3 separate regions of the Mus musculus genome follow, and regions 1 and 3 are each linked to region 2. Evidence: chromatin contacts called from public HiCAR-type and promoter capture Hi-C data. All regions are on one chromosome and are shown on one strand. Each heading gives the region's core, a stretch centred on a gene start, on an enhancer-like site or on the middle of the called end of the contact. The rest is flanking DNA. Distances are from core to core; before and after follow the strand shown.

The links. Promoter capture Hi-C pulls out the DNA fragments that hold promoters and counts their contacts. HiCAR-type assays count read pairs that join an accessible place to other places.
Region 1: a promoter capture Hi-C map of hippocampal neurons shows a contact between it and region 2, with 4 times the contacts expected there. The contact joins the promoter of Nrip1 here to the promoter of Cxadr in region 2. A contact is called at or near these places in 2 of 39 promoter capture datasets (hippocampal neurons and liver).
Region 3: a HiCAR-type map of astrocytes shows a contact between it and region 2, with 3 times the contacts expected there. The contact joins the enhancer-like site here to the promoter of Cxadr in region 2. A contact is called at or near these places in 3 of 39 promoter capture datasets (the 3T3-L1 cell line, cranial neural crest and hippocampal neurons), 1 of 484 Hi-C or Micro-C datasets (cerebral cortex) and 3 of 115 datasets of contacts at active chromatin or transcription factors (astrocytes, embryonic forebrain and neural tube).

The regions. Positions count from the first base shown.
Region 1 is chr16:76,371,639-76,374,689 of GRCm38.p6, reverse strand. It overlaps Nrip1 (nuclear receptor interacting protein 1), which reads left to right and starts at 1,641. Exons shown (of 4, transcript NM_173440.3): 1 at 1,641-1,818.
Region 2 is chr16:78,300,254-78,303,151 of GRCm38.p6, reverse strand. Cxadr (coxsackie virus and adenovirus receptor) reads right to left here and starts at 1,481. Exons shown (of 7, transcript NM_001025192.3): 1 at 1,278-1,481. The coding sequence starts at 1,320.
Region 3 is chr16:77,235,799-77,238,551 of GRCm38.p6, reverse strand. No RefSeq gene overlaps it. Among named protein-coding and RNA genes, the nearest start is that of Gm31258, 66 kb to the left of the region's middle. Within about 2 kb of position 1,446, at least 101 of the 459 cell types and tissues checked have an H3K27ac peak or open chromatin away from gene starts, as enhancers often do. A contact at or near this core is called in astrocytes, cerebral cortex, embryonic forebrain and 1 more, where this site is marked.

The sequences.
Region 1 (3,051 bases), core at 392-2,891, 1.9 Mb after region 2:
AAGGAAAATATTTCCTGCATGTGCTCAGGACTGTGCTAGAATATAGCTTTATTAAGAATTGATTTGAAAAATTGCCTTTACTTTAAAGATTGGGAAGATACCCCAGACGTTTTTCATTTGAAAAATCCGAAAAATAGCTATAGAGCTATTATATAACAGTAAAGAATACGGTTGGGTCACTTGGATAATTTTTGGTTTTGGTGTGCATCAATAACTGCTTCCAAATGCTACCGAAATTCTTAAGGATATGAAAACATATGAGAGTAGAAAGCTTCATCCACAAAATTGTCTTAGTAAGTATTTTAAGGCAGGGATAGCACTTCAGAGTTTAGGGTGAATCGAAGATGTACTTTAGCCTTTTTTTTTTTTTTTTAATGTCAAACAAAAACAACTTCTGCAACCACAAGTCTTCCCGCAGGTAATTCTTTTCATGACTAGAGTCAAAAACAAACGAGACAGAGACATCTGGGGTAGGGGGAGCGTTAAAAGGAGGCTTCACAAGTAAGATATGAAGGGAGTAGAGAGAATAGGTTTTAAAAGCAGAAAACACAAGGCGAGGAAGAGATCATGGTTTCTTATTTTTCTCTCCTCCCTCCACTTTCTCGCCTCACCAATCTGTTAGCCCACCTCAAATTTAGAGGCGGGTTCAGCGAGACCAGGCTGCAGGAAACCCAAGTTTCCCTGCATTGCCACCCTGGCTATATGATGTAATTGTTATTTATTGAGACTCTGAACCCAGCAAGAGCTGCTTTAAAGAAGTGACAGCCCATCTCCTAGTCCTGTTGGGTCAGATCCTTCCTGGGGGTGGTGCAGTTTGGCGGGCAGACCCTGCTGGAGACTTCGCAGTGACAAAGCAGCAGAAGAGAAACCAGGTTCCTGGGTCCTGCGTCCGTCTAGGGAGCTAGCTGTGCACTCCTCAGGTCTCCTTTCCAGTTTTCCGCTTGGAATCATGCCATATTTATCACTGGGTCCTACTAGGTGCTGAGCATGGGGTCAAAATGACCTAGAGTTATACAGCGCCGCAGCTTCCGGGATTTGAGCGGGACACAGATTTTAAGGAGGTGGAAATTGAGGGTGGGTAAAGGGCGCCAAAAGAACGCGTGTTTGTGGGGTGAAACGGGAGAAAGGGAGACACTTAAGGTGCCAGCACGTAGGCTGGGGAACCTGGGGTAGGATTAAGGTGCCCCGACGCCCCTGTGGTGCCCCCAGCGTTTGCCCCGGCACGGGTGACATGGGCGATCGCCTGGCCCCTAGCGGGGAATCTGTCCAGGCGGCTGGCTGGACGGGGCTGGGAAGCCAGGGCGCCGGCTCGGGAAGCACAGCACCCCCTCCTTCTCCGGGTCCAACCGCGTCCTCTCTCTGCCTTCAAGGCCGATCAGTCCCGGACCCCCACCCGGAGCACCGGCGAGGAGGCCTGCAGACGCCCGGTGGGCTCCCCGGCTCCGCCGAGCCTCCGGGTGCGCGCTCGGCCCGGGTGACAATGGGAGGGAGGGGCAGAAAAGGGTTAAGAAACTTGGCTGAAGAGCTGAATGGCGTGGAGCAGCGAGGGGAGGGACCCGGCCGCCGCGAAGTCGGCGGCGGAGGGAGGAGCGCGGCTGCGGCGGGCGGGCGGCGAGCGAGGCGCTCAAAGTCAGCCTCGCAGACATTGCAGCAGAGCCCCGAACTCGGGAGGCGACGGCGACCGCGGCGCAGGCGGAGGACGAGCCGGCCCCAGCCCGCCCGAGCGCAGCGCCCGTGGCCTCGCGCGGCCGCAGGGCACGGCTAACCTGGGAAGGAGGGAGCGACGCGGATCGGCGGCCCGGAGCCGCGGCGGCCTCGGTGAGTGGCAATCGCGGCCCGGGCTCCGTGCGGAGCTCGCGGGAGCGGACGCCGCGCCGCCCGGGCACGGCCTGGGTGCGCGGCCCGTGGAGGCGGCGGAGGCCGGGGGAGGCCCGCGGGGAGCTCCGGGAACACGGATCCCGGGGACAGCCCTCCGCCGCGCCCCGCTCCGGCTCTCCCCTGGAACTCGCGGGCCCGGCCGGCGCAGCCGCCAAGTTGTGGAGTTCCCAGCCGCGGGCTCGTCCGTGCCAGCCTTGGCGCGAGGGGCGCAGCCGCCCTGGGTGTTCTGCGCCGGGACCCACGCGGGTGGCCGGGTCGCGGGGCCCCGGTCGAGCTCGCCCGCCCAGCTGCCCCCGTTGGCCCCGAGCCCCGGGCGCTGGCTGCCGCGCCGCTCGGTCCTGCCGCCCAGCGGTGCTCTCGGTGGCGCCCGCGCTGCTCCCCGCCTATCGCTGCCGTCTCCCTTGCGCGGTGCTCGCCGATCCCCGGCCGGGAAAAGTGACTCGGAGAAGGGGCAGCACTGAGCCCCAGGCCCGGCCTGCTGGGCACGAGCTCCCCGCTTGCCGAGGGAGGGCGAGGCTCCTTGCACCCGAGGCCTCAGCCCAGTTCCCCCAGCATCCGAGAGGGGGTTCACTCGCATGAGCCTGGTAAAGTCCGGGGAGACCGCTCTCCTCTCTGGTGCCACTGTCCTCCTTTAATACTATTGTTGTTAGAAGAAACCCTCTAGCGTGCAAACATTCCCCAGACCCTCCTATCCCTTTCCAAAGTACTTTCCAAATTTTAATCAGGAGTTGATATTCAGACTGAAGGAACAAAGGAATCCACTGTGTTTAAAAGGCGGACAGGCAGAGAGTCTGACACATGTTGATCTCTAAGGCATTCCAGGAGTTTCTACCTTCCATCATGTCAGTAATTTAACTGGATTCTGGAGGTCGTAAACGAAAAACGGAACGTTAGGTAATTTCACGTTAAAATACTTTGTCGTCGTCGTTGTTGTTTTAATTAATGGGTCATTTTAGTTGGGGGAAAGTCCGGACATGATTAGGTGCAAGAACTTTTAACTCATTTTTTTGTGGCACCAGGCTGGAGTTTGTCTGCTCATGTAAGCTGATTGTGACACTGAAGGAAAACCGTGTTTTTAGAGAAAGAGAGACAGACTAAAAGTAAACCAAGATTGGCATGTCTGTCTGTCTGTCTGTGTCTGTGTATACGAATACATGCTTAAATGATGTGTGG
Region 2 (2,898 bases), core at 232-2,731:
AAGGTGGGATTCACCGAGCAGACTGGTTCAACGACCCTTCCTGTTTTTCACAAGATTTAATTTCGAAATTTCAGCCAAGCCTAAAAGATCTGTATCCAAAAAAAAAGGTGGAGGTGGAGGCGGTGTGGTAGCCTCAGCTCCACAGATTAGACTTGTTAATAGAATGTTGATCCCATGAGTAATGTCCACAGCTGTGGCATCCAACAATGGAATTAACATTTCAGCAGGAAGCAGAGAGAGCCATCCCAGTAGAGCTGAGGCAGATCCAACAACCTTCCCAACTCCCGCAATCCTAAGCAATCCTCTTCGGAGGCTACGGTGTGTGTGCGCGTGCGTGCTTCCCAGAGTTGAACGTGTAAATCTTTTACATGACTCACTTGGCTCGAAAATTCCTCCAATTGCTTAGTATTAGGAAATGAGACCGACTTGTTAAAAACACACTTAGAAAAAGATTAATTTCTAAGTGCTAGAATGCGTATGCGTCCTGGGGTCCAGGCATTTTTTTTTTAATGCCTTATTTCCTGAAAGAGACGCTCTGCAGCTGAAAGATGTACTGGGCGATTTCTACCACCACACGCCTCACCACCTGAACGTCAATCATCATACAAAAAAAAAAAAAAAAAATCAACTTATTACAAACCCGGGCTAACTCCTCCCCAACAGCGATTTCAGACCTTCGGCTCCTAATACCTCGTCTCGGAGCTGCTGGGTCGAGCTAGCCTGTTCTTTGAGACTAAAAACCAGCAGCTTCGGTGCTTCTTTCCTAAAGGTAGCCAGGGCGACTGACACCGAACGGCTCAGTCTTCTCTCAAATAATGGCGTTGGTAATTCAGCCTCCCCGGCTTGGACTACCCGATACCTAAAAACTCGCAGCCCGGAGCTTGGAAATCGGGGAAGGCTGGCGGCACACAACACCCAGGCAGACGCGGGAAACAGACAAGGGCAGATAAAGCCAAATGGTCCCCAGGGTAAGCTGCCCTGGAGGCGCGCCCCACACGCCCCTGGGCGAGCCTCCGCCACCGCCACCGGACGATCGGGTCCCCGCTCCGCTGCCTCCCAGACGCCTCACGCCCCCTGCGCCGCTCCCGGGGACCGATGCATTCTCCGGGCTGGCGCGCGTGGTCCGGGGCAGATCACCCTGTGCATGGGTGCCCATCCGCCACTACCACGGCAGCGCCCCCCAAATTGAGCCGCCCCCTCCCCCCACGCCCCATTGTTCCCGGGAGGCCGCGAGCTGGGAGCGCAAGCGACTGGGACGGAGAGGTGCCGCAACTCACCCGCGATCCCGCACAAGAGCACGAAGCACAGTAGGCGCGCCATGGTAGCTGCCGGCCGGGTCGTGGCTTGCAGGTAAACGATCTCGGCTGGGAGCCCTGGTTTTCCCAGAGCCTGGTACACTCCCGACTGGCTCCCGGCGGTGGCAGCAGCGAAGGCACCTCTGCGCCCCGCCCCAGCTCGGCAGGTGAACGCGTCACTTCCGGCAGCACCCGGGAGCCCCTAAGCAAGAGCCCACAGTGTTGGCGCCCTGGGGTTGCCATGGAAACTGGGATCAGCCCGCGTCCCACCCCCCCTCCCCACCCCCACTCCCCTCTAAGGAACCTTCCAGTCCCAGCGGTCTTGCGCGCTGTACACCTGCTTGCGCTAGCAGCCACCTCCAGCTCTCCCGACTCCTGGTTAAATCGCTTTGTGAGCTGGGAAGCAGCGAGCCAGTCTCACTGCTGAAACAGTCACGCCCTCCTCCCCAGAGCCCAGCTCCAGGCCGGAATTGCTCCCTCTCCCTAAACCTTGAGCTAGGTTTCTTTCGACACACCACTAGCCAGCAGTCACCGCATCCTGTGGTCAGGGGTGGGGACCTCCTGGCACCCGTGTTTCCAAGGGCGATCAGAGAGCCCCGCCAATATCTTGCCTTCTTTTTGAATGGCTAGGTTCCTATTGAAGGCTCAGGAGAGGCTTTTCTTCCGCCCCTGTATACACTAGACCTATAAATTGAGGCGGCAGGTTTAACAAATACTTGGGGCTTTTCTCCTCCTTGCGATTATGAGTCGTTCCAGCCCTGAAGTTAGCCCACAGGGACAAAAGAACTTTAAAAGTGGGACCGGTTGGGGATGGCTAAGTGAACGGGAGTGGCTCTTGGAAATTAGGAATTTGAAAAGCCAGTGCAATCCCGCCCTGCAGCTCTCCCAAGCTGTTATCCTCAGACTTGCCTTTGCTAACTATTCTTGGTTGCTCTTCCCAGATTTTTTTTTTAACTGTTAGAAATGTTGAAATTCACAAGAGCCCCATATTAGGAGGTAGAAAACAGAAGAAACCAGCGTAATGGCCAAGAGTTAGGGGTCTTGGTGGGCAAGTTATTTAGAAGTGAAAGTGAAATCGTGCATTAAAAAAAAAAATGCTTGGTAGGTCCAGAGATGGCTCAACAGTTAAGAGCAATGGCTGCTCATCCACAGGTCCCGAGTTCAACTCCCAGCAACCACATAGTGGCTGGCTCACAACCATCTGTAATGGGATCAAGTACCCTCTTCTGGTATATCTGAAGACAGCGACAGTGTATTCAAATATATAAAAATAAATAAATCTTTTTTAAAAAATGCTTGCCCCCCCCCCCACAGAGCACATAGTGCTCAGCAAGTAGGGACTAATAAAGGAATATTGGGAATGCCTTGTTGCTTGTTGAACCAGAGAAAAGAGAGAAGGCAGGTGTAGGGGGTGATAGGGATGTCCCCACAGGCTCATATATTTAAATGCTTAATCACTATTTGGAAGGATTAGAAGGATTGGGTACTGCAGCCTTTTGGAGTAGGTGTGGCCTTGTTGGAGGAGGTGAATCCCTGGGGGCAGGCTTAGAGGTTTCAAAACACCCATAAGATCCTGGCTCTCTCTTGCCTCTTCCCACCTCCT
Region 3 (2,753 bases), core at 197-2,696, 1.1 Mb after region 2:
GGCTATGCCTATCATTGTGCTCGCTAAGCTTCTTTTAAAAAACCGTGCACAGTTATGACACCTTTGTTGGTGTATTTTAAAATTCCATGTCTTTGAATAATTATATCCAAAGCATTCCTTTAATAGAAAATAGACAATGGACTTTGGCTATCAGTTCTAGACAACCACATGCTTTTCATGGCAACAACGCATGGAATATATGAATTAAGAGAAATCACACTAAAGTCTGTCCCAGTTTCAGTCTTTGGGCATCTGTAAAGCAAATAGAAATCTTCTCAGACCACATGTTTCAGACTTTTTAAGCCATCTATCGAACAAAGTGTGTTATCCTGACCAACAAAACACAAATGTGCGAGACAACATTGTACTTCCAAATGTCTTTCCGTAGATAAATGAATTCCTTCGTGACTATGATTTCATTTGCTCAACTCTGGTTATATAATGATCCCATAAATTCACTGGAGGTATTGAACTATAAATGGAGAGCAGGCATTTTCAGAGAAACATTAAAGCAGCTGTTACATATTATGCCTCCTGAGAAACAAATGTCCCTGTCATATTCTGAAATAATATGTAAGCTGTTCCCTGCACTTCTTTTCAAGCTGGTTCTTGTATTCAGTATTTCTAGTAAATGGATGCAAATCAGGTGCATTGTGCTGCGATGGGAAGGGAGAGATTTGTTCAGAAATGACCTCAGTTCTATTCATTAATAAGATGACATGTTGGCTGAGAGCAGTGAAGGACAGAATAAAACAAGAGAGAACTTTCCTCCATTTGACAGATGTACATAGAGCTTTTTCTTGGAGAAAGCACTGTATGTAAAATGGCCACTACAACATAAAATCTAAAAACGTGAAAGGGACCTCCAAGATGCAGATTGCTTGGAAAAAAAATCACAACGTCCATGGCAGCATACCCCCCCCCCATTCCCTATTACATTGTACAGCAACTTGGAGAAAACACGTATTTCATTGAGAGGGGGCATCTAATAAACAAAAGTTTGGGATTTTTTTTCTGAGAGTTTTTTTTTTTCTTTTTAAGAAGGAGAAGATAATATATGCAAGACCCAACCAAGCAAAATAGCATTGTACTTAGAACCACTTCTGTTACTGCAGACATCAGTTGGAGACTGGGTAAGAGCTACCAGGAAGAATGTAGCCACATTTTCACATAGCGATTTAAATTATGCCACCAGAATAATTAATGGAAGGACTAATCTGGGGGAGGGGAGGGTAATAGGAAAAGGGGGAAGGCTATGTTAAACAAAGTTCATTACTGCATGATGTAAATGAGTTTCTCACCAATGATGTCACTGATTGGCTGAGCTGCAGGACTGGCTTCGAGCATGGCCGGATTGGCTGCTAGCTCTTCTGGTGCCTGCCTGCTTGGGCAGCGGTTGAATCAGATACTTTCTGTCTCTCTTGTTGTCGTTTGAAGCAAATCTTGTTCAGCCCAGCTGTGTCTCCATAGTAGTGGCACCCTAAGAGAGGCTCGCCCTCCTGCTTCCCACAGCTCTTCTGTGAGGCCGTCGTTGCTGTGTGAATACCAGCCCTTGGCACGAAGCCCAGACAGCGTTCTCAGATCCGTCTATAACACACACATACAAAAAAGAAAAATAAAAGCAGGTCTTTCATCTGAATTGCATCCTAAGGAGGATTAAGGCTTCTATTGCTACTGATTTGTGTTCTTTCAATTTGATGGTTAAAATCGTTTTTGAAACACAGTATCTTCTCATCTGCAGCAGAATACTATTGGTTAAAATTGGATAAAAAAAAAAGATGAGGGAATCCCCCTTTTCCCATGTTTACCTTGATTACAGAAACATACTTCTTCATTTTCTTCCTAATCACCATAACTGATGCTTTTGGTCCCCTACTAGAATTTTAAACTCTCAGCAGATTTCTAATTACAGCCGAGTCATTATTTTCAGGTTAAGACATGGGATCTTAATTAGCATTCTTTTTTTTTTAGCTATGCGAAATGAGACAGGGCATGAAGCAGAGATGATCTATGGAGAGGGAGAGAGGGAGAGGGGGAGAGAGAGAGAGAGGAAGGACAGAGAGAGAGAGAGAGAGAGAGAGAGAGAGAGAGAGAGAGAGAGAGAGAGAGAGAATCTGTATAGCTTTTACAGTTGAGCTGATACCCCCTCTAAGCTCTCCCTCCACCACCACCTCCACCACCCCCCTTGCAAAATAATGCAGTCATATGAACTTTACCAGACAATGGAGTACCTACAGGCTCTCCCCTAGACAAGTCCTTTATAACAAGCCAGTGCTATGTGCTGCAGACAGTAGCCAATCGGCAGGCTCCTTTCTGCAGCAGGGACACAATAGGTGCATTGGCCACACTGTCCTCCTAGACCCTGACAGCAGTTCAGGTTCATTTATTGTACACTGGAAGGCACATATGTCTTTAATATTCACTGTGAAATTATCAGTGTGGCTGTCTTCATTCCACTGTGATTACACCAATCTAATTACTGCGCAAAAGCTGCAGGGGCACCGCTTGCACTGAGTGACGCATAGGCATGTATGCAGAAAGAATATGCACGAACATGCTTGCTTACTTCAGGAATAAAAATCCACCGATTATTTCCTTCCCAAAGCTTAATGCTTCCTCCACAACACTTGGGTGAATATAGACATCATTTTCTGCTTCAAAGGAAAAGTATGTGGTGTGTGTGTGTGTGTGTGTGTGTGTGTGTGTGTGTGTGTGTGTGTTGTGTGTGCATGATTTAAACATTAGTCTAGTTA